2 separate regions of the Mus musculus genome follow, and region 2 is linked to region 1. Evidence: chromatin contacts called from public Hi-C data. All regions are on one chromosome and are shown on one strand. Each heading gives the region's core, a stretch centred on a gene start, on an enhancer-like site or on the middle of the called end of the contact. The rest is flanking DNA. Distances are from core to core; before and after follow the strand shown. Region 1 has its middle 81 kb from the start of Gm29958. Region 2 holds the start of Hs3st3b1 (heparan sulfate (glucosamine) 3-O-sulfotransferase 3B1).

The links. Hi-C and Micro-C count contacts between places; a contact is called where the count stands out from the background.
Region 2: a contact with region 1 is called in a Hi-C map of the N1E-115 cell line, with 5 times the contacts expected there. The contact joins two enhancer-like sites. A contact is called at or near these places in 7 of 39 promoter capture datasets (the 3T3-L1 cell line, cranial neural crest, frontonasal cranial neural crest and 3 more), 5 of 484 Hi-C or Micro-C datasets (the N1E-115 cell line, embryonic stem cells, liver and 1 more) and 1 of 115 datasets of contacts at active chromatin or transcription factors (embryonic stem cells).

The regions. Positions count from the first base shown.
Region 1 is chr11:63,697,284-63,703,974 of GRCm38.p6, reverse strand. No RefSeq gene overlaps it. Among named protein-coding and RNA genes, the nearest start is that of Gm29958, 81 kb to the right of the region's middle. Within about 2 kb of position 3,779, at least 1 of the 459 cell types and tissues checked has an H3K27ac peak or open chromatin away from gene starts, as enhancers often do. A contact at or near this core is called in the N1E-115 cell line, where this site is marked.
Region 2 is chr11:63,916,248-63,923,375 of GRCm38.p6, reverse strand. It overlaps Hs3st3b1 (heparan sulfate (glucosamine) 3-O-sulfotransferase 3B1), which reads left to right and starts at 1,092. Exons shown (of 2, transcript NM_018805.2): 1 at 1,092-2,042. The coding sequence starts at 1,489. Within about 2 kb of position 5,750, at least 16 of the 459 cell types and tissues checked have an H3K27ac peak or open chromatin away from gene starts, as enhancers often do. A contact at or near this core is called in the N1E-115 cell line, where this site is marked.

The DNA.
Region 1 (6,691 bases), core at 2,530-5,029:
GATAGATTATTTTGGCTCACTGGTAGACTGCATAGCTTATGTCAATTTACATTGGCTCAGAATATGCAGCTAGGCATACATTGGTCAAATGTGACCCCAGTCTTTGCATATTGCATATTTTGACTAATAGCTTGTGGGCAACTACCAATGAAGAATTACTAATGTAGGAAAAGAAAGTCTGCATATGTTGTTGTTTTATTTTTTAATTTTACTTTGTATGTATAAAATGTTCTTCATGCACATATGTATGTATGTATGTATGTATGTATGTATGTATGTATGTATGTATATGATCTGGTACCCATAGAGGCCAGAAGAGGGCATTGGATCCCCAGAACTGGAGTTAAAGATGGTTGTGAGCTACTACATAGACACTGGGAACTGAACCCAGGTCCTTAGAAAGAGTAGCAAGTGTTCTTAGTCACTGAATCTCTCTCCAGCCTTTTTGTTGATTTTAAAAGTTTGTATTTATTTTTCTCAATCTTCTCAGGGACCTTAAACACAGTCTTTGCCACCACTAATTATAAGAAAACATAAGTGACTATATTAGAAAAAAATCAGGATAAGGACTATTATCAAGATAATTTCAAACTACACAATCAAGTCTAAAGGGATTTAAATGAGCAGAGACAGACAGGATGGCTGGCAGTGTTCACAATTCTCTTTCAACAACAGATAGAAGTGGGTGGTGCACAATGAGAGGTAGTGTATGTCTGGAGAGTACAATAGTACAGCTTAACCTTATCAACATTTGCAGAATTCGAACGGAACAGATGGAGAGACATTATTTTCTAGTGAACACAGAGCACTCAAGATGACAGCAGACATGGCCCCAAAGCAACTTGTCATGGTTTGAGTGTATAATGTTTTCCCACAGGCTTATGAATTCAATACTTGGTTCCTAGAGGATATTATTATTATTATTATTATTTACTTTAAAAACTATTTTAATTTTATTTTAAACATGACTATTTTTTAAAAGCCTTGCAAATAAAAAAAAATACATCAGAATGAATTTATGACCCAAAGGCTACCCAACTCAATGAACTTCCATAGGGTTAGAGTAGGCATTCAGAATAGATGGTGAGTAGCTTAACATTGGACTTTCTTGCTTACACTAATGTAATTTAATGTACTTTAATGCAGTTATCCACCACCCAAGCTGAATAAACCAATGGCCAAGTTCCAACTAGAAAAACAATACCTTTATATTCTCTTTCATAACTTGGGTTGGTGGCCTGCACTCAGTCCTTCCTCATTCCCCTAGTGTTTACCCTTTCTTCTTTTTCCTGCGTGTTATACTGTTTCCCACATGCACATTTGTTCTCATACATACATAGTCTATTGGCTAGGTTTCTTATGAGGGAGAACAAGTGTTTTTGTTTTCTATGATGTGTGACTGCACTTAATATTAAACATTCTAAGTCCAACCATTTTCCTGCAAGTTTTGTTATCTCATTTTCTATAATTAATATTCATATATATGTATATGTGTCCCCCACACACCAACTTTTCCTTATCAGTTTACTGGTTAATGGTAATCAAGTAGGTTAATTCCAGTTCTTTCTCACAGTGAATAAAGTGGCAATAAGCCTGGAGGGCAAAGCCCTCCATGGTAGATTATGGAGTTCTCTGGATGTAGACAGGGTGAAGTAGCTGGGTCATATGCAAATTCTATTTTTAGAATAGATTTTCTCTCTCTCTCTCTCTCTCTCTCTCTCTCTCTCTCTCTCTCTCTCTCTCTCTCTCTCCAGTGTCTATTTGATTTATCTGTGCATCTGCTGATCAGCAATTTTTATCTTGGTATTTAATTTCTACTATTCTTTTAAGTTCTGGACATTAGCCCCTTGTCTGAAGTGCGTAGGATACGTATTTTTCTCCCATTCTCTAAGCTGTCTGCTAACTTGTTGAGCATGTCCCCTGCCGCACTGAAGCTTTGTATTTTTCTGTGGTCCATCTGTTGATACTACAGTTAGTCCCAGGGCTATTGGTGTTCTATATAAAAAAGGTCCTGACTTCTTGTCTCTAAGGTTATCCATACCCTGTGTTTCAATGTTGCAATGTTCTAAGTTTTGAATTAAGATCTTTAATCCATTTTGAATTGATTTTTTTTGTACAAGTTGAAAGATAAGGATGCATTTCATTCTGCAGGTACAAGTCCATTGTTGCCTGCATGGTTTGTTGAATGGGCTTTTTTTTCCGATGTATGTTTTTGTTTGCCACCCACACCTTTTTTTTTTTTTTTTTTTTTTTTTTTTTTTGTCAGAGATGAAGAGGACCTGATTCTGTCATTTTACTTCTGATCCCTTGATTCTATTCTGCTGATCTTTGCATCCATTTTTATGCCAGTACCAGGGTATGGTCATGACTACAGAGATATAGCAGGTTGGTACTGTAACATGGCCTGCATTGTTCTCAACCCTTAAGATTGTTTTGACTATCCATGGTCTTTTATGGTTCCAAGTACTTTTTTGGGGGGTTTTTCAAGACAGGGTTTCTCTGTATAACTCTGGCTGTCCTGGAACTCACTTTGTAGACCAGGCTGGCCTCGAACTCAGAAATCCGCCTGCCTCTGCCTCCCAAGTGCTGTGATTAAAGGCATGTGCCACCACGCCCGGCTCCAAGTACTTCTTATATTGTTTTCCTACACCTGTGAAATATGGCACCAACATTTTTATAGATATTGCATTAAATCTATGAATTCATTTGTTATCTAAGCATTTTTTTACATTATTAATTCTCCTGTCCAAGGAGCAAGGAATCTTTTTCTATCATGTAGTATATTTTGTGATCTCCTTTGTCAGTATCTTGAATATTTATTTATTTATTTTTGTTTTAGAAGTCTTTCATTTCTTTAGTTAAATATATTCCTTTTTGTTTGTTTTTTAAATAAAGTCTCTTTTTATTTTACTTTATTTATATGAGTACACTGTCACTCTTTTCAGACAGACCAGAAGAGGGCATTGGATCCCATTACAGATGGTTATGAGCCACCATGTGGTTGCTGGGAATTGAACTCACAAACTCTGAAAGAACAGTCAGTGCTCTAAATCACTGAGCCATCTCTCCAGCCCCAGTTAGATATATTCCTAAATACTCACATTGTGGAGTTATTTTAAATGGGATATTTTTCTTAATTTCTTTTTGTGAAGTACACTGTTGGCATAAATGAAAACTACTGGTTTTTGTGTGTTTGCTTGGTTGGTTGGTTTTTACAATGGTTTTGTGTCCTGAACCTTTACTGTGATTGTTTATCAGGTTCAAGAATTATCTAGCAAACTCAATAATATCTTTTAAGTAAAAGAGTCCTCTCATCTGCAGGTAGGGATGGTTTGACTCCTTTCTTTCTTATTTTTAGCCCCCTTTCTCTCTTTCTCATTTCTACTTTCTACAGCTAAGACTTTAAGCACTGTATCAAATAAGAGAGGAGAGGGTGGTCATTTTTGTATTTGTTGTTGTTGTTGTTGTTGTTGTTGTTGTTGTTGTTGTTGTTGTTGTTTTTGGATTGGGGAAATGAAAGGGATGGTTCTGAGACTGATCAGGAATCTATGTGTGAATGCTGAAGGTCCTGTTCTCTAATTGGTTCTTGACTGATCTATAAAGATGATAGCAGTCAATGGCTGGGAGGAAGAGGTGGAACTTCCAGGTTCCTGCAGGCGTGCTAGGAGACACTGGGGGAGGAAAAAGAATTTTCTGTGCTTTGAAGGGAGAGAGAGCCACCAATCATGTGAGATTTCTGGTAGAGTGGCCATTGGCTGCATCCCCGACTGGGCCTGGGGTAGCAGGCAGGAGGTTAGAAATGCAACTAAGCTGAGGGCAGATTTAGGATGCCGAGCAAGAAGAAGTTAAGGCAACTAAGTTGAGAGCAGACTTAGAGATGTTGAGCTACGAGTGAAGGTAAGGGCACATTAGCCATGGGAGGCTTAGAAGTGGCCAACCATTAAGCTAAAAAGCATATTAAAAATAAGCTAGTGTGTGTGTGTGTGTGTGTGTGTGTGTGTGTGTATGTGTGTGTGTATGTGTGTGTGTTTATGTGTGTGTGTATGTGTGTGTGTATGTGTGTTTGTATATGTGTGTGTGTGTATGTGTGTGTGTGTGTATGTGTGTGTGTGTGTGTTTCATCCATGGATCCAAGGGAACCTGGGCAGGGCTGATAGTGTGGTCCACCGGAGTTCAAAGCTTGGTAGTAGGAACTACACGTTATGAGGAAATGCTTTTGGTTTCTCTCCAACAAGTATAATAATATTGGCTATGGGTTTGTTGTATATAACTTTTCCTAAAGTCTCCACAATTTTATTTTCATCACAAATGCCATTTTGGCAATGTCTTTTCAGCATCAACAAAAATAATTAGGTGGTTTCTGTACTTGTCTACTTCTATGTTGTACTACTTTTGTTGATTTAGGTGTGTTTAAGCAACCTTCGGGGATGACACGATTATACATTACTTGGTTGTAATGTATACTCTTCTTAATTTGTTCCTGGATTTGGTTTGCAAGTACTTTGTTGAGAATGTTTGCATATGTTCATCAAATAAACTAATCTATCATTTTCTTTTTTTGTAGTGTCTCCTTGTTTGTCTTTGTAGTGCAGTTAGTTTTAGTATCAGGATAATGCTGGCTTAAAAAACGAATTTTGTAGTGTTCTGTCTCTTTTGATTATGTGGGGGGAAAAATAAAGAATTAGTCCAAGGATTTCCATGTAAATTCAATATAATTTAGCAGTAAATCTGTCTGGGCATTTCTTTCAAGGTAGGGGTTTAATAATAGCCTCGGCCTCATTGTTTGTAATAGGTCTATTCAAGGTACTTATATCTTCAAGGCTTAATTTTGGTAAAATAGAAATACTTCTATTTCTTCTGGGTTATCCAGATTTTCACTAAAAGTTTTCATAGTCATTTTTACTGTACCATATTTCACTAGAGTTCGTTGTAATGACCCCCCTTCACCTCTGATTTTACTAGTTTACATATTCTTGATCTCTCTTTTTGTCAGAGTAGCTGAGAATTTGTCAATCTTATTAACTTTCTCAAAGAACCAAGCCTTTGTTCTCTTAATCTCTATTTCATTAATTTCTTCTCAATCATTTTTAAATTCTTGCTGTCTATGATATTTCAGAGTGATTATTTTTTTAATTTTTGGAGCATATAGTTTGGTTATTTACTTGATATATCTCCGATTTTTTAATATGAATACTTGTCACTATAAATTTTCCTCTTAGGGCTGCCTTGGCTGCATCCCAGAGATTCTTATAGGATGTATTTTCATTATCACTTGTCTCTAGGGTCTTTTCTTTTCTTTTTTTTTTTTTTTTTTGTTTTTTTTGTTTTTTTTGTTTTTTTGTTTTTCAAGACAGAGTTTCCCTGTGTAGCCCTGGCTGTCCTGGAACCACTTTGTAGACCAGGCTGGCCTCGAACTCAGAAATCTGCCTGCCTTTGCCTCCCGAGTGTTGGGATTAAAGGCGTGCGCCACCACGCCTGGCTTCTTTTTTATTTATTTTATTTTATTTTATTTTATTTATTGTGCTCATTCAAAAACATGTTATTTAACAACCAAGTATTTTTGTGGTTTCTGTAAGTTATCTTGTTATTGATTTATATTTTCATTATCTTATTATTGATTTATATTATTATTTGCATTATGATCTGATAGGATATAAGAATGTTGATACTTGCTTTTATCTTATGATGCTCTCTGTTTTGAGAAGGTCCTATGTACTGCTGAGAAACTATGTATTCCAATCTGTTGTGTAGAATATTTTCTACAAAGTCATACAGAAAAATTTCCTAATCTAAATAAGGAGGTTCCTATCAAAGTACAAGAACTAGATAGAACACTAAATAGACTGGACCAGAAAAAAAAAGTCCCATGACTCATACCAATCAAAACACATATAAAACACCTCAAGCAAGCAAACAAAAAGAATATTAAAAGCTTCAGGGAAAAAGTCCAAGTAACATACAAGGGCAAACCTATTGGAATAATACCTGACTTTTCAGTGAAGGCTCTAAAAATTAGAAGAGTCTGAATTGATGTTCTAGGAATTATAATAAACTACCAATGCCAATAAGACTACTATATCCAGCAAAACTTTCAATCACAATAAATGGAGAAAGCAAAACATTCTATGATAAAGTTAATTTTAAGCTCTATCTATTATCTATCTATCTATCTATCTATCTATCTATCTATCTATCTATCTATCTACAAATCTAGCTCCGCAGAAGACACTAGAAGGAAAACTTTAATCAGAATTGGTTAACCATGCCCAAGAAAACACAAGGCATTTCAGACCAGCAAATCAAAAGGGAGGAAAAAGCCAACACTATAACCAACAAAATAATAGCAATCAACAAACAGTGTTCACTGATAGCTGCGAACATGAATGCCACAGACTAGCCAGGTGATGGGATGCACACCTTTTATCCTAGCACTTGGGAGGCAGAAGCAGAAGAATTTCTGTGAGTTTGAGGACAGCCTGGTCTAAAGAGTGAGTTTCAAGACAGCCAGAGCTACATGGAGAGACCTTGTCTCAAAGAGCCAAAAAAACAAACAAAACAAAGCAAAGCAAAACAAACAAAAAACAAAAAAACAAAAACACAACAGAACAAACCAAACCAAACCAACTAACCAATCAACCAATCAAAATATGCAGACTTGTAGGATGTTTTAGAAAACAGGACCCAGACTTAT
Region 2 (7,128 bases), core at 4,501-7,000, 220 kb before region 1:
AGCTGACAGTTTCTGAGAAGACCCCTTTCCGGGCCGCCCCCCTGGACAAAGGTGCGAAACAAGGAAGCCTCGGAGTGGATTTTCACCATTAAATAAGTGCTAGTCACTACTCCTGAATTTACCCCATATCAACATTCGACTTAAAAAAAAGTTATTGGGGGAAAACGCCTAGGATTCAGTACAGAGTCATAGGTCAGAAACCCAACCAATCTTCTAAGCAGGGGCGGATGCCGGCTTAATTGTTTGTTCAAGAGAAAGAAGTTAGAACATCTATCAAATTAATGATGCCAAGGAACAGATACCCATATAAAACTCCGACATGTGACTTTAAGTTTCAACTAGTGTCTTTAAACTAAACAACCTTCCTTCTCTCTGTTCACCCCCCAGGCCTTTTCAGGAGAGTTTGGAAAGAGTGAGATAGTGTTTACGTCTGTCCCTATTAAGCGCCAGGCACAGGGAGACCATTCTGGACAATATTGAGAGAGCGGGAAAGTTAGTGACTTCCGCCGAGGTTTTCCCTACTTAAACTTCCTAAATCAGGGTCTGTTGGAGGCCCTTCCCTGAGCCCCGATTATGAAACTGGGTTTGCGGGTGGGGCTGGAAACACGTCTGGTCGGCTTTCCCTCTTCCATCCCTGTCTCTTTTCTGCAGCTTTTACACTCAGGAGCCGGATGGCGGGACCCTTGGATGAGGACTGGCATCTTTGTCACATAGGCAACTATAGCCAAGACTGGCCTCAGAAGCGAGTGTGGAAAAGCGCGCGTGTATAAGAGAGCGCCACTCAACCGGGTGGGACCTCTTTCAGCGTTGGGTCACTCCAGCATCCTCACCATCTGCTCCTGTCACCAGCCGATGGCCTCGCCTCCCTGAACCCGCCCCTTGAATTCTGAAGCCAATAGCAACCCCATACTGCTCTACCCCCCTTCGCGAACCCTTTCCACACCCCCACGTTCCGAGAGACGATTGGCTGTTTCGACTTGGGTGAAGCTCCGGCATTTGCATGCTGCTCGCGCCTCCTGGTAGGTAGCGCAGCCCGTCACTCGGAAGGCCGGGACCGCCCACTCCACCTCAGTGCTGGGCTCTCTTCCTGCGCAGTTCTCCGCCGCAGCCTCAGCGGGCAAGCGCCGGGGCTGCTCTCAATCTCCTGGCTGCGAGGAGGCAGCCCCGGCGAGCTGTCGTGCGCCCCGTCCAGAGTTACTGAGTGCGGGGCACAGCGTAACTGACAGCGCGTCTGCTCACAGTTCCCGTCGCCTGGACTTAGCTTTCCAACCCCGGCTTCTCGTGGGCATCATGTCAAGAGCCGTCGCCGCTGCAACCGCCGCCGCCACCCGGGGAAGAGCCGCAGCCTCGGCAGCCGCGCGCGCAGGAGGGCAATAAACCGAATCACTCCGGGCTCAAAGTGGCAGGGGACCGTCGCGGTGCTCTCTGTTCCGGCGGGACTCCTGCCATGTGCTGAGCCATGCCCCTGGCCGCGCCCGCGGGCCGCGTATGGGGCAGCGCCTGAGCGGCGGCCGGTCCTGTCTCGATGTCCCGGGCCGGTTCCTGCCGCAGCCGCCGCCGCCCCCGCCGCCGGTGAGGAGGAAGCTCGCGCTGCTCTTCGCCATGCTTTGCATCTGGCTGTACATGTTTTTGTACTCGTGCGCCGGCTCCTGTACCGCCGCTCCCGGCCTGCTGCTCCTGGGCTCGGGGTCCCGCGCTACTCACGCTCAGCCAGCCCTGGTCACAGCTCCGAATGAGACATCCCCTAAGATGCCCTTCCGGGCACCTCCGGCCAATTCGCTGGCTGCAGGCAAGGATAAGACAGTAGGCGCTGGGAGCCAGGAGGAGCAGAGTCCAGAGGCGCCGGACTCCCCCAGTCCCATCTCCAGCTTCTTCAGCGGCGCTGGGAGCAAGCAGCTGCCGCAGGCCATCATCATCGGGGTGAAGAAGGGCGGCACGCGGGCATTGCTGGAGTTCCTGCGCGTGCACCCCGACGTGCGCGCCGTGGGCGCCGAGCCCCACTTTTTCGACCGCAGCTACCACAAGGGTCTTGCCTGGTACCGGTGAGTTTCCTCTCCAGGGGCCGCTGCGCCGGCCGTGATCCCGACCGTGAGCCCCCACCGGCCGTTGCGCGTCAGGTGGGGAGGGAAGCAGGGGTACAACTTCCGTCAATTTAGGGCGGGCGGGGACCAAAGTGCGACCGCACATTGCTGGTGGACAGTTGGGGAGAAATCAGATGCTCCGGAGTAGGCTGAGACAGCCACCTACAGAAACTTTTAGCTTGGCACCGTTGGCTGGTATGCTGCGCCCTAGAACCATTTAGGTGATCTCTCCACAAAGACACCCACCCGGCAGCTACTGGGAAAGCGCCGGAGGAACCGGTTACCTTTTGGCTGTGGCCGCATCCCACGCGAATAACTCGGAGTGGTTAGGATTTTGTCTCTCTTGCAGCCAGGGACGCGGGGAGGAGTGTTGTGCGCCTCTGGGTCACAGCCTTTAACGAGCACCAACTGCTAGAGTCGCTTCTGCTGCCCAGATGGGGAGAGGGGCGCAGGCTAAGGCTCAGAGCCAAGGGTGTTTTGAGTCTAACTTTTTGTTACAATTCTTCTTGTTGCCGCAACCCGAAGGGGGTCTGACCCGCTCAGCTTGCGAGGCGCTTGTGCTAGGGAGGGTAACCGGGAGGCTGCGCGACTTTGCTGGCTGCGGCGCGCCGGGCGTGGAGCTGTGCTGGTCCCTGTCGGGCAAAGGCGCGCACTGCAGCGCGCAGCCTCTTTGAAGGCTTCTGGGCGCCCGAGGCGCTGCCGGCGCAGCCGCTTCGCCTTCCCGGTCTCGGTGCTGGGAGCGCCAAGACAAGGACGTGTATTTCTGCGGACCTGGTACATGTCCGACCTCAAAGAATATCCCTGGGCCATTGATTGAGAAATGAGGGTTGTTTCGGGGTCGTGGCTTCCGGCTGTGAGCCCAGTTCTAAAGGGACCGAGGCTCCCGGGTCACATTCACGACCTCTGCCCACTGCATCCCGGGCTGCTGGTTTGGTGTGAGTTGCTGGAGGGGTCACACCCCAGTTTCCGGAAACCCAGCCGGGTCCTCAGCGCTTTAGGTCATCACCCAGCATTAGCGTCTCCCTCGATTTTTTTCCCCCCAGACCCAATTACTTTCAAAGAGCATCAGGATTTCCGAAAACAAGGAGAAACACGAACCGAACCCGGCTCTCTGCCTCGACCATACTTTCTAGGACACGGATGGCGTGGCAAATAAAAGGGCCTGACCCTGAGGATTAAAGCAGCTTCCTTCCCAGCCTCTCTCGCCCCCTCCCCTTTGTTCTTTACTACTATTATTATTATTTTAAATTGGGAAGAGTTGCCCAAGTCTGGAGGTTTAAGCCAGCAGTGACGGTCTCCTTTCTCACAGTTCCCAGAACACTGCGGGCTAAGAATGGAGACTCCGGGTGCAACGCTCGGATTCTCGTCCGATGAGTCCTGGGTCTCATCCGGGCACTGGGAATAACTTGGATTCTGGCTGGGCCTGGAAGGGTGAATCCTTGGGTGCAGCCAGGAGCAGTTTACCACGGGGGCCTTCGCTATCTGTAGGCTGTTGCCATCGATGTGTTGTTGATGCCATTACCTCTTTGCCTCCACTCGTCCTGTACACAACGGGCTCCTGGGATAAGGTTCCGAGGACCTGGTGGCAGGCTAATCTTTAGAATCATTTCTGGCGGAGCCGAACCCGAGGCAGCCTGGGTCTTTTTTTTTTTTTTTTTTTTAACCAGACCCACTCGGGCTGGGTTGGTAGCAAGTGGCGGGCGAGTCGCTGAGCCCTTGAAGGTTTTAGAGGCACCTGGGGCAGGTGGTGGAAATCCCCACTGGAAGATTCACACAGAGGCGGCGGCAGAGGTGGCTGCCTCCACCTGCCACCGCCCTTGGGGCTCTGGAGGCCCTCGCTTCTCTTGGGCGGCGACGGAGAGCACAGCCGAAGAGCTTGGCGGGGACCGGCGACCCGAAACCGCGCCGCCAGCAGCCATGCGGGCCACCCGGGTTCCAACAGGCCGCGGGGGGCCGGGGTCCTTTTCCTTCGGAAGCCATAGGGAGGCACGGGCCTCGCGGCGGTGACCTGGTGATCTAGCTGCAGTAGCAGTAGCGCAAGTGTCCTGTCCGCGCGGCCTTCCCTGGCTGTCCCACCAGCGACCAGTGTGCCAGCAGAGTTACTGAATATTTTCTTAAAAGAAAAAAAAGTTAATGCTGTTTATTTAGAGCTTATAAATCATTTTAGACTGTTCGGAGTGCCTGGAGCAATGTAAGGACTTCACGATTTATTTGAAAGCAACCTTGAAAGTCTAAATCCAACAGGCTCAGGAGCCGCTGACCCAGAGGGCTGCAACTATCCCTTCCCGGCTGGAGTCCACCGGGCACTCAAGGCTGTGCTCCAAACCAGGCCTGTAGGGTCCCTCCTTCTCTGTCCCGAGATAGGCCACCCGCTGGAGAACAGCATAAATAATGATTAACTAGAATGTTGTTGCAAGGCACAATCTTGGTTAAAACAAGTCCTCAAAGCCGAAGTGTGAGCAAGGCGAGGCGCTTTTAAGGCCTTTGAGACAAAATGGGAGGGTGTGTGGAATGGATGGTTGAGTTCTGGGGTCAGCGGGCAATCGGTTGTAGAATGAGGGTCGTGGCTGTGTCTGAGCGAGTTGTTAATGAGTTTAATGGGTTAATACACAGACCTGCCAGGGGCCCAGAGCCTCGTGGATTTTCCTGGATGCCAGGGAATTTGCAGTCCTTACAGCTCCCTACCAATGCACCATCAGCCAACGTGGGGGTGGGGGTGGGGGTGGGGTAGGGTGTGTGGCAGAATCCTGGGAGGTCAGAGCCTGCTTTGGTGGCAACTTGGAGCCGACCCTGCTGCCTCCACCACCCAAGTTTGCAAAATCGAAGCTAATATGAGCTAGTTCCAGTCTGTTTGAGGCCCAGTTTGTCCAGAGTTCTGAGCTGACTTTCCAGTTCATATCCAGGGTTCTCTGATCACTTTCCAAACTTAGTGATGTCTAAGGGGCTCATGGGGCTGTGGTGTCTGAGAGGATTGGGGTTAGGAGACCAGAAATTTACAGGCCTTGGAGCAAGCCACCAGCCGGCCTGGTATAAAGATTTAAACTGACAGAGAGACATTGATGTTTTTAAAAAGGATTTCTTCTTGATCCAGCTCAAGTTTTTGTAAATTTCCAAGAATTTGATGACCAGAGTTTAGGAGTTAAGTTAGTCAGACTTTATATGATTGTCATTTGCTCCACAGTAGTGGGAACTTCTTTCAGGTCCCCTTTCAATTTCTGTTGTACAAAATAAGCGGCAGAGGGGGGTGGGGGTAGGGAGTGGGGGGGGGCGGGGAGTGAGTGGGGGTGTCGATCTCTGTGGGTGTGTGTATGTGTGTGACTCGCTCTGTGTGTGTGTTTGTGTCTGTGTGTGTGTGGTTTAACAATACTGTTAAAATGTACTAAACATTTGTTCCAGGCACTGTTTCAAGTGTTATGGTTAGCTGATTTAATCCTCATTACCATCCTGTGAAGTGGATACTTTGACAGGTGACGAAACACAGGCCGGAACAGAGAGGTTAATCAACTTGCTCAAAGTCTCACAGCTAGAAAGTGACAAGAGTTCTTCCAACAGGACAGCCTTCTGTGCCAGGCTCCCTGACTTTAGTGACTAAAACGTGCTGTTAGTCATGTGTAATTCTTCAAAGTGATGTCTGCTCTAATAGTGTTTGAAGGTTTCCTGCCTACCTCCGGTGGCCCCCGTGCCGAGTGCCCACTTTGTCATTTATCTTAAAACCTTTGTAATGTGGGGACAATTGACTGGGAATCATCTTGCACTGGTTTCTAACTAGATGAGGATAATCATACCACTCTGGCACTTTTATTTCTCTGCACAGAACAGCTAGAATCAAAGGAGTCATTAAAATGACAAAAATAGCCCTCAAGTATAGTGGTTGAAAAAACAGCCAGTGTCTCCTGGAGGAAACGGTTTATTCAATGCCATTTGCCCTTTTCAGGCTGGGAGGCCCAGGTTAAGTGACATCTTCCTAAGCTCTTTGGAATTAATTTGTTCATTTAAAACGATAGAATGATCCCAAGTGGAGAACGACACCGTGATTACTTTGTGCTCATTAATCAGAAGGCAGATGTGGCTAGAACTCCAGGTTTTCCTAGAGATACTAAAATCCAGTAATAAATGTCTCCCAATGACAGCTGAAAACAGTAATTTCCTCTATATTTTTAGCTGATCTCCTACCTCCACAAGCCTAGTTGGTTTCTAAAAACTTGGTGGCCAGTCTTGACTTCCCTGGAGGCTCTGATCTCACTGGGGATAATCTGTTCCTAAATAATTGTTCTTAGGGTTCTGGTGTTTAACACAAGTCCACGGCTCACTTCCAGGCTGCTGGGAGAAGGTCAGCCATTCACATTGAGATGCAACAATTTGAAACACAAACCATTATGTTAGAATGCTGTCAAGATTTACCAGCAGCACTGTGTAGCATGTGTTGAGCTCTGTTTTTAATTAGGCCCCTAAATTACACCATAAAATGGTTGATTAATCTTTTACAAGTTGGGGGGCAAATATAACATAAATTAACCTAATCATAAGTGTTTTCCCAGATGCTGAGTTAATAAAATTGTCAATATTTAATAGTGGCCTATTAGTTTTAGATAAATAAAATGCCAAAATGTATGAATTAAATTGCATTTATTATCTTTCAAGTGGTAGGTTATTATCCAGCAGGTCTGTCTCTGAAAATGAGTTTTGAGTTCTTATCTTAGGAGACATTCTTAAAAGATAGGCTGCTACTACAGTAAATAGAAATTAAATGCTGGCTACAGTAGATTTTGTTTTTTTTTAAAGGAATCTGCTCATTAAAAAAGCAGTAGTTTAATGTCCACTAATAATGACAAGATGTATTCTCCCAGTCTGCAGTCTCCCATTTGCCTCTGCAAAGCGATCTTACACATCTCTTGTTTCTTTGATTTTTTTTTAATGTTTTGATAACCAGCACCTCACAAATTCTCGTTCTAAATAGGCATGCTTCCGTCTAAACCCTTCAGTTTAAAACAAATTTAACACAAGGTTTTCTTTTTTTTCTACAAAATGACTATTCAAGTCACTAAAA